2 separate regions of the Zea mays genome follow, and region 1 is linked to region 2. A link is a contact called in public Hi-C data. All regions are on one chromosome and are shown on one strand. Each heading gives the region's core, a stretch centred on a gene start, on an enhancer-like site or on the middle of the called end of the contact. The rest is flanking DNA. Distances are from core to core; before and after follow the strand shown. Region 1 holds the start of LOC103630051 (myosin-2 heavy chain-like). Region 2 holds the start of LOC100273441 (arginyl-tRNA synthetase).

Evidence for each region. A called contact is a pair of places that touch in the nucleus more often than the background predicts.
Region 1: a contact with region 2 is called in a Hi-C map of ear, with 1.6 times the contacts expected there. The contact joins the promoter of LOC103630051 here to the promoter of LOC100273441 in region 2. A contact is called at or near these places in 2 of 25 Hi-C or Micro-C datasets (ear and tassel).

What each region holds. Positions count from the first base shown.
Region 1 is chr6:135,736,169-135,741,378 of Zm-B73-REFERENCE-NAM-5.0, reverse strand. It overlaps LOC103630051 (myosin-2 heavy chain-like), which reads right to left and starts at 2,318. Exons shown (of 18, transcript NM_001347241.1): 1 at 2,229-2,318; 2 at 1,390-1,596; 3 at 1,138-1,233; 4 at 990-1,042. The coding sequence starts at 2,231.
Region 2 is chr6:135,512,685-135,517,395 of Zm-B73-REFERENCE-NAM-5.0, reverse strand. LOC100273441 (arginyl-tRNA synthetase) reads left to right here and starts at 2,030. Exons shown (of 18, transcript NM_001147878.1): 1 at 2,030-2,095; 2 at 2,760-2,890; 3 at 2,984-3,105; 4 at 3,241-3,316; 5 at 3,471-3,572; 6 at 3,665-3,880; 7 at 4,650-4,711. The coding sequence starts at 2,837.

The DNA.
Region 1 (5,210 bases), core at 1,069-3,568, 220 kb before region 2:
TGAGATGTTCGGAATATAGCCATTAGTTAATGTGGTATGCCCTCTTCTCCTTAGGTTGTAGTTGTGTGTGGTAGGTGGCCGCTCCTTGAGCGGTTGGCGATGAGAGGAGGCCGTGGTTCTCACGGCCTGGGAGAAGACAGCAGGGGAGGAGAAATTAGGGCAGGGCGGCGGCTGATCAACAATATGTTGATCACAGCCTGTTCTCATTTTATTGCAATTAAGGTATAAATAACCTCCTATTACAGATTAACCTAAAAGGCCTTTAGCCTCTTTATTCTACTGCTAAAAGGGCCTTGCTAACAGCCCACTTAGCCTAAGCCGGTTCAGCCCCCTAATTAGGACTACCAGCCTTGTTGCGGCGCCTGTACTGGACGCCCACCATAACATAATGTTAATGAATCTTCAACAAATAAGGGTTTACGCCCTTTCAGGGCTTCAGCAGAAGTTAACTATGCCAATTTTTAAACATTGAACCCAACTGTAATCTTGGAAGAAGAGAATGTGGGTGGAAAATCAACAGTTTGTTAAGATCCTATCAAAAAGGAAACCAGTACAATCATTGCTGCAAGTCAGCATATACAAAAATCCATAAAGAGCAGAGCGAAAAAATGGCAAGGCAAATGGAGCAGTCTATCAAAACGTGCTGATATGGGAATTGCTAATATATATGTTCAAGTCTTCCATGCTTTTGAAGAAAAAGGGGGCAGACCCAGTGCCGGATATTTCCACATGAGTGGGGTCTGGGGAAGGGATAAACCAGGCAAGCCTTCTCCCGCAAATGCAGAGAGGTTGCTTCAACCTACGACCTGGTGACTCAATGACATAGTTCTCATTATCGGTTTGCCATGCTATTTCAGAAAAAGTTTGAATGATTCATTCAGATATTTAATCAGTAATGCTGAACAAAGACATATATGAATTTTGTCACTTTTGGGAAAAAATACAAAGATAAGCACATATCAAACAGGTGATTCCATATGCATACTCACCTGAATATTTCCAAAAGCAGTGAAACTTCCTCCTCAGAAGGAGGTTCGAGAATCTTATTATATGAAAAGATAATTAGTAATTGGCAATAACCTAAGTGCAAATAAACAATAGCAATGTTGCTAAGAGAAAATGGTTCGACTAACTTACCATGGACAATGTAATACCTTCAAGTGCTTGGCTGTACAAGAATACATCACAAAAATTCATAGGTGCACCATCAATATCAGCATCATAGAACAAAACCTGCTTCCAAAATTTTAAATTTAAGATGGATATATGTACTTGAGAAAGCCTACAACAGCTAAGATGTGTATAAGCGACTGGACAAAAGTCAAAAGTATCACATAACTTTGTGAAATGAACAGCCATGAGATTTAATTTATGAGCATGTAAACTCACAGTTTGTGCTTTCAAAGTGTCCATTTCACCAGAAGGGTCATTAGCTTCAGACACCTTTAAATCTGAACTTCCATTTTCAGCATCAACATCTTGCAATGCTCCTAACCAACGTTTCAACAATTCAACTCTTTCACCCCCACGGCATGATACAGCAGCCTCTTCCAATCGTGCTACTGTCTTCTTGAAACTTTTATAGTTCTGAACGCCCTGCAAATCACCCAGTAACAGAACCAAATCAGACCAACCGAGGCTGTCAATGACTCATCAATGGTCCAAATATGCTACACTACACTTCCCTTCCTTGGTATACCAAGGATTTCATGCCTCACAACACAAGAACGGGTATAGCATAAGTATAAAACCATCTCACTCTTAGCATAAGATAGATCTTTGAACTGGTGCATATTAGGGAGTCGGGTAGAAAACTTCAATTTGAGAACAGACCTTTACGATTCACATATTCAGATCGTATACTAAACATGACTGTGATAAAACCAGGACTAAAATGTCAATTTATCATTTCAAACTTTATGTGATCTTCCACCCATACATGAAGAGGAATTTTCGACACACTGAAGCACCCAAGCTTCAGTTCGGACTTCGGAGCAGAGCGAGATAGGGGCACTGGCTGCCATAGCCACCACTGCACCAACTGAAGCTCCAGTTTGCAACTTAAGAGCTAAGGGCATTGCATTCGTGTGCAGAGGCAACGAATTCGCAGCTCGAAGCAAATAAAGCATGTCCGATTCGCGTCCCAGACCTGCCCCGCATTAGGATTTGGTCAAGCAGAAGGGGACGCCTAGTGGAAGTGCTAGCAAAGGGGAGGGGAGCAATCTCACCATGCGGTCGTGGAGGATGTCCGCGACGGCCTGACCGGCGTGGTGCGCGACGGTATCGGCGTACCCCTTGACCGCGCGGGCGACGCCGCTGCGGCCGCCGGCCTCCACTGCCCGGCTCACCGCGCTGCGCAGCCACGAAGACATCTCGGCGACCTTGGGGGACGGCTACAGCTAGGGCTTGGGGTTTTTTGGATTTGGAAGGCACCGACCACGGCGAAGACCAGAGAGTGGAGAATGCGGCGAGGGAGAGGTGGTGTGTCAGCGACGTGTTCTTCGATTTGGATGTCGTGTGGGCCCTGCTGCCAGGTTCACCCTGCCTTTGAATTTGTGGCCTTTTCGTTCACATTCAATAAAAAGACACACGTAGTTGACCCATGTTTAGTGAAAAAATGGTATCGTTGACTCTTAAACCTACTTAGGTTTCTTTTGTTAGACTTTTGAAACTGTTTTTTGTTTTTGCAAGCTAATTAGAGTAAAAATCAGCACGCCAAAATATATTTAGATTGTCTAGCCGTTCACTTATATTTTTTTAATAATGGAAATTGTGTTAATTCCAGTTTTGGTTTTCAATGACGGGGCGTTTGGATCCCTTCATTTTAGAAGAATTGGAATTCACTCAATAAAGTAATTTATTTAGTTTGTAATTTGACATTCCACCACTTTCCAGAATTCAGATATAAGACTATCTCAAATTCATGAGGTGAAAGATGGGAAATGATTTTATGCATTAGTAAAATTTGTTTCTACTCTGTAACTTACATGACACTCTTCGTCTCACTCCTCTATAGTGAAAATGTAGCACATAAATATCTTCGACATCTTACTAATAATGGTATACAAATATATTTTGCATAAAACCGAGTTAGCTTAATTGATATATGTCAAAATTACTATTATTAGAATGGAATTCAATTCCAAAGATCCAAACGGGGCGTGAGAGTTACAACCAAATACAAAATCGACCATTATGCACAAACGCACACTTAGGGGGTGTTTGGTTCTGTGGACTAAAGTTTGGCCCGGGTCACATCAAGCGTTTGACTTTCAAATAGGAGTATGAAATATAGACCCAACCAACTGTACTAGATTCGTCTCACTTTTTAATCTTCAGCTGAGAAATTAGTTTTATAATCCGACTACATTTAATACCCCGAACGGAGGTTCAAACATTCGATGTGATAGGGGCTAAATTTTAGCAGGGGCAAACCAAACACCCCCTTATAAAAAAAGCATCAGAAGTGCACAAGCACACACCGATAACAAAGTGATATAAAAAAACTCAAAATCAACTGATCATAAGGTCTTCTAATGTGATCTTCTAAGTACGGTCTGTTCCTATAAACTTCTTAATATAGTCACCTAAATCATTGTTTTGCAATGTTTTGTATTGTAGACTACACTATTCGCAGTATAGTTTGAATATATGCTGCTCCACATAGCCTTACAAAACTAAGAGGGTGTTTGGTTTCTTTAGTCACCCTCCTAAACTTTAGAACTAAACTTTAGTCACTAAAATTCCTATTTGGAAGGCCTATTTTAGTCACACTGTTTGGTATTTTAAGGACTACAAGTGACTAAGTTTTAGTCACTAAAGTTTCGGATAGGATGTGGAAACCAAAAACCCACTAAAAGCAATTTTCCCTACGCGCCCTTAATATGGACTAGGACCCAATGCTCTCGGCCTCGAGGCATTATGGCTACAAGAGACTCATATTTGAGTTCTTTTGGCCATCATCATTTACAAGGACAGTCTAAGCCCTAGGGGGCATGATCTAAAGGTACTTCTAACAATAAAAATGATCTAAGACTTAGGACCATGAGACATTGCTAACAGTAGAATAATACATTCTCTTAATTGCCTAAGGCACTGTATCGACCTCTAAATCTTTAAGGTCCTTGACTTCAGCTAATTTAAAATGATCGGCCCTAATCCCTCTAGAGACTGAGTCCTATCAAGTGAACAAAAGACTCCTATAGTGGTTAGGTACAAAGGCAACAAGTCAAGAGAATGTAGCAAGCCCCCCCTCTAGGGGCATGGCAGCACCTAAAGGCACGATGCCACATTCAAAGTCTACTTCTAATGACCTCATGATGTTGTTAGCGCTTTGAATAAGACTTCAATGCATCACATTAATATATGACGGGCAACATTACAAGTTGACAGGTGCACTATCATCATGGCTTAGACAACCAGCATAATCAAGACCAATATTTGATATCATCGAACCTATAGCCATGTTGGACATGCTAGTGTACTCGGAACAATTAGGAAGATGCCCCCATAGCCATCTTCACCGGAGGTCCTCCTTCACCGTCGATCCACCATCCACGTAGTCAGTCACGTCGTCGTCTTCATCATCGGTAAGATGCCCCCATAGTGTTCACCTTTACCTCCTTGTCATGTAGAGCAAGTAGGAGTAGGAATTGGAGCACGGGGGGTGCGAGTTGGACTCATTCCGGCGACGTGCCGCCATAGTGGTAGGGCTCCGCCGCGGTCCGTGACCGGCGGAAGGAGGAGAGGTGAATCGTCGATCGGTAGATCAACGGTTGGGATAATAACGTTTCGATCGGGCCTATTAAGGACCAGACCGTCCGATCAGATCAGAGGGATACAGTCGACTCAAGCCATCATTAAATATAGGTCGTCGATCTTGCATCAGACAGATCAAGATGTGTACCGGTTCAATATTGTGATGACCTAATCCTAGCCCTATATCGGGATATGGACGGTTGTGGTTGCTCGCGCGTATGGCAGCTTTACAAAAGAGCACCTTAGCTTCTGTCGGGTGTGCGGTGATCAGATTTTTGGGGAGCATCGTCGCGACTCCTTGTTGTTGATCTATTCGACTACTTCGTGGTGGACGTCTTCCTAGACATGATGTCCGTCTTCGAGATCGCTGCTGCTGCCGCTGTACGACAACCACCCGACGACTGTTCAAGAGACTGCACTGCGTACATCTTCCTGCATCGACTTTGTATGGT
Region 2 (4,711 bases), core at 781-3,280:
TTTGATATTTAATTGGTAATTATCACTTGGTATGTGAAAACCCACTTAAGTGCTAAAAGGTGGCACATTTGTAAAAAAACTTTGCAAAAGGGGAAGTTTTTATTTTATGCCAAAGGGGTAAAACCTTTTGATTATTACATGCAAAACTTTTGAAAAAGGTTTCTCCAAACTCGGAAAAGAATTTGATTTATGAAATAAAAAAGGCTAAGTGGTGCTTAATTGGTCCATACATTCCAAATCTGCTAAAACAAACTTAGTTCACTTCAATTTGCATACTTAGATCTCATAGTGAATAGCAAACTTGCCCTAAGTTAGTCTTATTCCATTTGCTTTGGTTGTGTTGACATAAATCACCAAAATGAGAGAGATTGGGAGGGAAATGGGTAAATAAGCCATTTCTATAATGTTTTAGTGATTAATGATCAACACAACATATTAGACTAATTAGTTTGCTAAGTCTATGAGCATAGGTTCAAATGAGCTCAAACAAGGCTAGGAAGTGCAACTTCTTGAAAAATGGTATAACATTGAGATTTATACTTTTGAATATGTTGCATACACCTTTTAGAATGTTTTTAGGTATTTTGGATTCATATCTGACTCGATTTTTAAGTAAAGTGTAATTTTAGACTTGTTTTGAGCTAAAACAGAACTTGCACAGATTCGGCGGAACAGAGCTAACATGATAGCCTACCAACGTGCTGTGACCGGAGTGGGGTTGGTTGGAGGGAGGAGGTGCGGGCGGGGGCGAGGGGAGTCGTTTGCGTGCGGCGGGAATCGACAGACCGTGTGGCGGTGGCGCAGCGTGCGGAGAGCCTGGGTGCTTGGTGCTCTCTCGCGAACCTCGAGGCAGGCGACAACGACGTAGTGGAGGGGAGCTCGGGCTGCATGGTCCGTTCTGGATTCGGATTCGGGGGAGGAGAGAGCACCAACGCGTGGATTTTGGGGGAGGAGAGCACCGACACGATGGTTTTGGCGTTTTGGGAGACAGTGTGAGCGGTCTGCGGGGCTGGTTGACGGGATCAGAGAGCGGATGATGTTGCGGGATCGTGTGGCTTAGATCATAGAACAATAGAATGAGCGGCTGAGTTTGTCTAACAACAGAATGACAATCTACCCTTTACAACATTAATAAGTAGTAGGGTCGGGGGACAGAGGAATGACGGATTCATTCCAAAAGATATAATTTTTTTTAAAAAAATGACGCATGACGATAGTTGAAACCAATGCTTCAATATAGTAGAGATTTATGACTCGTTTAGCATAGCTCCACTCCATGATTCTCTAGCTCCGAGAGCTGTTTCTCTAATACAGTGATTCTTTAGCAGAAGTGAATTCATTTGACAAAAACCGTTTGACAAATAAGCTGTGAGTAATTCCGAGGGGTTAAAGAGTGGGGAGTAGGTTGGGAGCAGTGGAAGTAATTTAGTTGGCTCCCACTTTCTAGTATAAAATAGAGACTAAATTCACTGCACTCTCGCTATGAAGTAGTTCAGATTTTTACCGTTTGACTTTGTGTGAGTGATTCTCGTCGGGAGTAGAGTTGCGGGAGCTCTGCCAAATGCTCAATAAATACTTTAATTTTTTATTTGACGTTTTGTACTACAAATTTTTCACCGGTTAGCGTCAAATATAAAAGATGGAGGTAGCAGAATTCTTCGTAATCCCATTTCCGGCCGAGCTATTGGCAATTTTGTCATTATTATTTGTGGGTTTCGCCAATATGTTATCGGACCTATAAATTATAGATACAAATGGTCCTACTAGTCATAGACACGGGATGATACACTAACAACAACCAAAATTGAGAGGGGCAAAATCACATATTTCTCTTTCCGGCCAAGAACCCTCGCGCGGTGTGTGTGCGACTGTGTCTGCGTGTCGCGCACGCTAGTACGCTACGCTACCGGCTGCGGTGGCTCTCCCGAGTCGAAGTGGCAGCTCCCAGCCTCCCACGCGTGACCGTGAGAGGGAAGGGGGTATTTAACAGACGGCGGGCCGAGGATGCGAGCTCTCGCGGCAGCAGCAACTGCAGTGGCGGCGCCTACCCCCACGCGCCTCCGCCTCCCGCTCCTCTCCCGCACCCTGCGCTCTGGTGAGTTTGCTTCCACTTCTCCTTCCTCCCCGAGCCCGCTGCTCCGACCGCCTCCGTTCGCCGCGGAGAAACAGGGGATTTTAGTGTCGGTCTGGGTGTGAGTGCGACGCGCGGTTCGGGGTTTAGGGTTTGGTGGTCCGGGCGGCGTTAGTTTCTGTTAGGGACAGTGGTTCAGTTTCCGTGGATTTTTAGAGGGGGCGCTTGGGGTTTGGATGTTGGATAAGGTTGGGTTTATAGACTTGCTCTGTATTGGGGCTCACCCTCTCCACCCCGTTCGCATCAACGAGGATAAGTGCGCTTCTTCTGGATGAATAAATTGTTAGGTTCGTCACCAGCATTGCTTTATGAAATTACTAATGACTGGCGAGTGCACTAGATTTGGATTACATCAGCTGATTGGGATTATCTGTCAGGGACATTGAACTTGTTATGCTTCCAGTTTGGTTAGTTATGCTCAATTTGGACTTGTTTTCTCTTACGGTGTCAGTTACTTGCACTCATTTGATTTTTTAATTTGTTTCAAATTAACGAGTCAGAGGCACTAGATTTGGATTATCAGCAGATTGGGATTTGCTGTCAGAAGCGTCACACTTGCTGTGCTTCCTTTTCAGTTCAAGCTCGCCACATTGATTAATTGATTAATTTGGACTTGTTCTCATTCTAGTGTTGTCTACTTAGCCAGGTCACTGTAGAAGCTCTTATTCCTCCAGGCTCCTACGGTTCTCGTGCAGTGCCACCACCATGGGAGATGAGACCTCAACCTCGGTTGCTCCCCAGGAACAGGAATCCACTGTGGTGAGTGTACTGAGTGTGCTGCTGCCTCTGAAGGAGAATGCATCACTTATTTTTTTCCCATTTTCCCTGCTTGATTTGAATTTGACCATGCAGCAGGCTGGGAGTGTCAAGCAACAGCTCTCCGGGCTGGTCCTTATGTCCCTCCGGGCTACTGTGCCTGAGGTGGAGGTAGAACCGATGGTTGAAGTTTCAGCAAAGTTTGCTGACTACCAATGGTATGTTGTTGCAATGTTGCCCTACCTGCTGCATCAGTCCCTCACACGATCTGAGTATCTGCTGCTCCTTTATTAGCTGTTATTATAATTAATATTTCTTGTGCTCATCAATTTGTTCTTGCTGAACCTGTGCAGCAACAATGCTATGGGATTATGGTCAAAGGTTAAAGGATCTGGAACCAGTTTCAAAAACCCTAATGCCATTGGACAGGTATTTGTCTGTCTACCTTTTTCTGTATAGACTTAAACTATGAACTTTCTCATAAGATTTGGAACTAATATATTTCATTATGATCTGCTTCACTTTTTCATGCATTCTCAAGCTCTTTTACATTAACAATATACTGGTTCTCACATTTTCTCAGGCCATTGCCAAGAACTTGCCTTCTTCTGATATTATTGAATCCACATCTGTTGCTGGACCTGGTTTTGTGAATATTGTCTTATCAAACCGCTGGGTTGCACAGGTTTGGCCAAGATCTTTTATGTACAAGTTATGCTAGCATTACCAGTACCATGATCTATTCTCGCAAATTGTCAATGAGCTACATTATTGTAGAGAATACAAGACATGCTCGTTAACGGTATCAAGACTTGGGCACCAATTCTTCCAGTAAAGAGGGCAGTGATTGATTTTTCATCACCTAATATTGCAAAGGAAATGCATGTGGGACATCTAAGGTCTACAATTATTGGAGATACATTAGCACGCATGTTTGAGTTCTCGAATGTTGATGTTCTGCGAAGAAACCATGTAGGAGATTGGGGTACACAGGTAACAAGCCTTGTGTTGATACCTAAACATTTTATCACTTGCTTTTAAAAATGATAGATCTAGTGCTGGCGGCTCTCACATGAGTGGGATCTGGGGAAGGAATAACCAAGCCAATCCTTACACCTGCATTTTGTAGAGTGGCCGCATCGAACCCAGGGCCTTTGGTTGAGTGGAAAGGCTTCTCACCATTGTGCCAGGCCTGTCCTATTTTATTAATTGCTTTGGTGAAACAAAATATTTTTGCATACTTATGGTTGAACTGCTTTAGTACTTGATTTTGGTGAAAAATATTCTCTGTTGTGCCCAGTCTCCTTTTCAATGCCTACTTATATAGGCTACCATGCTTAGCACATCTGTATTTTCTATTTCTGCATTGGCTAAAAGATTCAGTTAGCACAGGTTCTGCTGGTATTGGGCAGTATTGTATCTTTGCTCTTCATATTCTGTTTTGTAAAATACCTAGAGTCTGTTTCCATTTTATGATGCGATTTATTTATTTATCTCTATGGAAGCATCACCCTGCTTTCCTTGACATTATAACTACCTTTTTTATAGGTGTAGTAATTGCCGTGTAATTTTTGTATCAAGTCTTTCCTGTTCGTTTTGTAAGAAGTAAATTCATGTTTAAATTATAAGATTTTGTGTGTGACTGGGCTGCTGGAGAAGTTTGTGCTTTGGTTTTCCGTAGGTGGCCCTAAAGGTTGATACTATTAACTGTTTACTGCTGCACATGCAACATGCTAATTAAAGTATGTTTCTGTTCATGCAGTTCGGGATGCTAATAGAATATCTTTTTGAGAAATTTCCAAATTGGCAAGAGATTGGTAGCCA